2 separate regions of the Gossypium arboreum genome follow, and region 1 is linked to region 2. A link is a contact called in public Hi-C data. All regions are on one chromosome and are shown on one strand. The core of a region is the stretch at or near the end of the contact, and the rest is flanking DNA. Distances in the headings are between cores, read along the strand shown. Region 1 holds the start of LOC108467226 (beta-galactosidase 1-like). Region 2 holds the start of LOC108467089 (serine/threonine protein phosphatase 2A 55 kDa regulatory subunit B beta isoform-like).

What was found. A called contact is a pair of places that touch in the nucleus more often than the background predicts.
Region 1: a contact with region 2 is called in a Hi-C map of leaf, with 2.7 times the contacts expected there. The contact joins the promoter of LOC108467226 here to the promoter of LOC108467089 in region 2. A contact is called at or near these places in 2 of 5 Hi-C or Micro-C datasets (both in leaf).

What each region holds. Positions count from the first base shown.
Region 1 is chr2:29,624,274-29,627,096 of ASM2569848v2, forward strand. LOC108467226 (beta-galactosidase 1-like) reads left to right here and starts at 1,258. Exons shown (of 19, transcript XM_017767812.2): 1 at 1,258-1,813; 2 at 2,063-2,158; 3 at 2,268-2,380; 4 at 2,470-2,536; 5 at 2,728-2,820. The coding sequence starts at 1,637.
Region 2 is chr2:28,995,747-28,998,647 of ASM2569848v2, forward strand. LOC108467089 (serine/threonine protein phosphatase 2A 55 kDa regulatory subunit B beta isoform-like) reads right to left here and starts at 1,532. Exons shown (of 14, transcript XM_017767591.2): 1 at 921-1,532. The coding sequence starts at 1,032.

The DNA.
Region 1 (2,823 bases), core at 8-2,507, 630 kb after region 2:
TTTTTATTTGGTGTGTTTTAGATTATGAAATTTCATGTTTTAAATTTGTTTTGATATACCAAGTTTGTTTGCATAACTTTCGGAATTATGTTTGATATGTTTAGTAATGACTAGACACATGATTGCATGATTTGAATGTCATTTTTTGCATTTTTTGAGTTCTTGCCATGAGACAAGAACATGTCTCGAGACAAGAAGAGTAAAATTGTATGTGCATGTCTTGAGACATGGATACAATATCTCAAGACATAAAACATTAAAGTCGAAATCCTAGAACAATGGTGGCATGTCTCGAGACATGGCATTGTATTTTGATATTTTAGCCTAGTAATTGTAACGTGGCCGCATATTGATACATAAACTGTCAACGCATTGATTAACGTGTTTTAAATTCGTAGTTGTATTTATATGTTGTTTGTATGTTCATTTTAAGTCACTGCTGCGATGTATATGGCACTCTATATCCAATTGTCTTTGAGAATGAATGTAAGGTGTTACAAATTACTTGTTTTTCTTGTTATTTTATAACAGGTAAATCTCTCTTTTCTTTGATGTTGTTTGTGAGATAAAAAGAAATTGAGATTTAGTTATTGTGAGATAACAAGAAAAATTAAGAAACCACCATTTCTCTCTCTTTAAAAATTACAGATATTTTATAATTTTAAAAACAATATTTAAAATAAACTTGAATAAATGGATCTTTAAATTCAAATAAACTTGGATATTAATTTGTCAAAAGTTGATTTTAGATTCATAACTTTTAATAATTTAAAAAATTTAAAATTCTTTTTAATTTTTTCATTACGATAGTTGATTCAATAACGATTAACACCATATCAACAAAAATTTAAGTATTTAACGACCAACTATTAAATTTTTATGAATTGAATTTGATTGAGAATCATTCTTTGATTTTCTATATCTTAATTGTGAACATGAACTGTAATTAAACAGCCTTTGTGTTCGAAAAAAAAAAAGAATGCTAACATAATAATTAGGATAAAAAAAGTGTAGAAAGAAAGAATGCCAGATTTTATGCACAGCGAAGCAAAACAGAGCTTTACATTTCTCACATTTCACTAATAATTTCCAAAGAAGAAAAAGGACACAAATGCCTTGGCAGTACTAAAGCACCGCCCATTGTGAAAAGTGAGGCCCGAAGCGTGGGGTCAAAAGGCCTTCAAAAAAGGGTCCCACTCTGCCCCCCCATGCCCATGTCTTCTATATTTATAATATGCAGCTGCCCAACACTTTCGTCATTTGCTAAAATCGAAGCTCTGTCATCGCATCTTCAAATCTAAAGAAAAGAAAAGAAAGGAAACCCACTATAATGTGTGTGCCTTTAGCCTTATTTTGCTCTTCACTCATTGCAATGTGTTAAGTCTCTCATGTAAGAGAGAAAAAAAAAAAAAAAAAGAAAGATCCTTAATTGGACAAAATCCAATACTTTAAACCAGCTAGGAGCTAGCTGTTTTGTTTATGTTGTCCCTCTTTTCTCTTCTTTTTCTTTTCTTTCCGTCTCTTTCATCTTCAATCATTCTAGATTGGAGGGAATAAAATAAAGTGTAACTAAGGCCCAAAAAAAAGGGCATTGCTTTGTGTAAGCAAAAGGGTCAGTTGTTCAATTTTTTTGGCCATGGATTCAAACTCCAAGTTTCCTGTAATGTGGAATTATTGGTTGGTTGTTCTGTTAGCTTCCTGGGTTTGTTCAGTTTCTTCTACTGTTTCCTATGACAGTAAAGCTATCACCATTAATGGCCAAAGAAGGATCCTCATTTCTGGATCCATTCACTACCCAAGAAGCTCACCTGAGGTGAACCTTTTACTCCCTTTTTTTTTTTGCTACAAAATCTACTTCTTTGGTCTCTTTTATTGCCTCAAAACTCCCAAGTTTTAGCATTTTGATGCATTTCTTCATCTGGGTGTATCTAAGGCTCTAAAGTTTCTTCTCTCTGTATGCATTGTTGCATACACGTATTTCATTTTGTTAATGTAGTATGTTGTAAGTGTTTGATTCTTAAGAAGATGCTTTTGAACTTAGTTCTTTTTTTTTTCTAAACAGATGTGGCCAGATCTCATACAGAAAGCTAAAGAAGGAGGGCTGGATGTGATCCAGACATATGTTTTTTGGAATGGCCATGAGCCTGCTCCTGGCAAAGTAACGAAAAAGCAACATTAAAAAAACAAAAGAAGAAGCTTTTCCCTTGGTTTATAGAGCTAATGGCATAAAATTTTCTGAAAATTACTTCTTTTTTTTGTTACTTCAGTATTATTTCGAAGGCAACTACGATTTGGTCAAATTTATTAAGCTGGTGAAGCAAGCAGGCCTCTATGTTCACCTGAGGATTGGTCCTTATGTCTGTGCTGAGTGGAACTTTGGGTAATGCTAAAATGGTTTTATTTTCCAAAAATCTGAAGGAATTCGCAATGAAGTGTAGCTCAAGCAATGGTTTTTATTTTATTTTTCAGAGGTTTTCCTGTGTGGCTCAAGTACATTCCCGGTATCAATTTCAGAACAAACAATGGGCCTTTCAAGGTTAGCCAATTTCCACTACTCCATCTAATGTTTTTCGTTTTATTCATTTAATTTTCTTTTCTAGTTTAATCTTTTGAGATATATATATATATATATATATATATATATATATCTATCATAAATTTGATAAGTTTTCCCCTCTTTCTGTTCTGGATTTTTTATTTTATACTTACAAAATTGATATGATGAAGGCTCAAATGCGAAGATTTACAAAAATGATTGTGAATATGATGAAAGCAGAAAGGTTATTCGAGTCTCAAGGAGGTCCTATTATTCTATCTCAGGTA
Region 2 (2,901 bases), core at 282-2,781:
AGCTATCCATATCTCACTAATCCAACCCGAACTATTACCATGCATACTTTGATGTTTCTGAAAACCTAAGGCCACTAGTCATCTGTTTCAGTAGCATGCTTCAAAGTTTACCCACATTATACTTACACAGGATTGAATTCAAATTGTTAAGCCAAGTTTCAGTATTGAGTACTAAATTGATCAATAAAAATTTGAAGTAGTATCTAAACAGCCAAATATCTACCAATCACAGAATTATTTCTTTCCTAGGAGCAGCACACAATCTTGCATCAATCAACTCATAATCTAACCCATTTTCTGACTGTCCCACTTACTAAGAAGTTTACCATACCATAACATAACCGATTCATATTAGAAATAAACCACCACCAAATAAAGCTAGGAATCTGAACCCCCATCATATAAATGGTATACCCGTGGCACATCAATGCTGTCATTCATCCATGAGTTATGATTTGTGCCATAAACTCATGAAACATTGTCTATCTCCATCTTAACAAAGTGATAATACCCAGATTCCAATTTCAATTCAAATCTCAAAACTGTTAATCAATTGCCATGCACTAAAATCCCAAAACCAGAAGAAAAGTACATAAATTATTAAAATCAAAACGATTACCAGAAACACACAAAGAAGGCACAACTTTTTGTGCATGCACCATCACTAACTTCACCATCTTCACTTCCACACTATCTTATTTCTAACAAAATACCCAGATATTATTCCAAGAATTATTTGGAACCAAAAGAAAGCAAAAACCTTACAAAAAAAAAAAAGTCACAATTTCTCATACCCATTAACCTAAACAATAATTACTCAATATCCCATGATCCCAAATAGATCCAAAGCACCAAAATAAACCCTAGTTCTAAAAAGACCTACAAATTACCGATTGGATCCAGAAACAATAATAGTTTACCTTCTTGAACTTCTTCTCCAGCGGTTCTTTCACCAAAAACCTGAGAGAATTTCCAATCCAACGGTTGTGGCGGTCCTGCCAGAGCTGCGACCACCTCATCGCCTCCGTGCATTTCTCTCTCTTTCTTTTTTTGGGTTTGCCTTTCTGCCTGTAATTTCACTGTCTAATAATCAATCACGAAAATTGAAAACCAAACGGCCTAGATTCAACCACACTCCCAAAATCAAATTGAAGATCGCATCTTGAGTTAGCTATTTTTGTTCTCTCTTCCTTGTTAAACTCGAAAGGGGTAAAATTTGAAATATTTGTTTCGATTTCTATAATTCAACCATTGACAATAACCCAAAGAAAAACAAACAACAGACACCCAAATTTTCTCCCTCTTCCTGAGAAGAAATATATATTCCTATCTTTTTCTCTTTGCGAAGGAGAATTTTGGATTTTTAGGAATTTTTTTTTTTTCTTAAAAGGATTGAAATGACTGAGCAGGGAAAATAGAATTCTCTCTCAATAATGCAAGCTTCTTTTTCTCTATTTAATATTTTTTGTGTATATGCTAGCGTTACATACTGTCATGTTTTCCACTTTGACTGTGGGTTTTGATTGAGTGATTCAGTAAAGAGGCGCCGTTTGATCGAGGGAGGACGGGTATTAGTACAAGTGAAATTTTAGGAGTCCAGTGAGTGAGACTTGTGAATTGTTTATTCTCTAATTATACGGTTTCATCGAGCTAAGTTGATTCTTTTAAAGGTTTAAATTTGTCAAAAGTCCTATATTCTTTCACAATTTAAAATTTAATCCTTGAGATATTTTTTTTGATATTTTCATTGATTTAAAATTCTTGCTCCTTCCATCCAATTTTGCTGTTGAAAAACTTTTATAGTACTTAAAACATTTTATATTCGTTTATCGATTTGGCCCTTAATTTTAAAAATACATAAAACATTCTAAAAAAATTAAGAAATATCTTTTACATATTTTCAATTAAAAATTATATTTTATAAAATTATGAAATATTAAAAATATTTAAAATTAAAAAAATCATTTAATTTAGTTATAATATATATAATTTGAAGTAAATGGCAATATCATTGATTAAAGAAAGCACAAGAGAGTAGCCAGCGAAAAATGGACAATAAAACTAACCCAGACCACCAGGCCCTCCCCTTACACCCATACGCCCATCCTAATATCCATCATTTGTAAAATGTGGAACTGAATCTCAAATATGCAGATGAGCAGAAAATAAAACTACTCTAGTCAACTCGTGAACCCAATTAAAAATCACATAACTAAATTGATTCTTAAGGCTAATACAATCCCCACAAATACACTAAATAAATTTCCATAATAAAATTATTACCTTTGAATTTTGTCAAATGAGGTTTCTCTTCCAATAGCCACCCATTTGATTGCTAAAAGATTAAATAAAAAGAAGAGTTAAGGCATATATGGTTATATACTACATAATTCTCTTTGCAAACTACATTAACCTATAACCCATGGAATGATGTTATGGTCTTTTACATTTGGAGAAGCAAAAACCAATGGTAATTACTAGTTTCTGTCTACCTCATAAATTATATGACATTTACATAACAATAGAAGAATATTATGCTAATCAACAACCATAAAGGGATTGGTAGTAACAACAAACCATTAACATCCTTAAAATTTAGTAACCAGTGACATGAATACCAACAGGTGGCCTGAATTGAAAGGCATAACTTTTTATTTTAAAATTTTTATTTTGAATGAGTTTCTAATTATTCAGTAATTTTAATATTATAGAAAAATATATTTATTGAAAATATAAAACAAATATTTATCATTCATTTGTTTTACAATATTATGTATTTTTAAATAATAGGGTTAAATTGATAAAAAAAAAACTATAAGCTATAAAAGTTATCTTTGCCTTATTTTTCATGATTGTCATGCCTACAACTAAAGGCAAAGTTAGATGGAAGTTCGTAAAAGC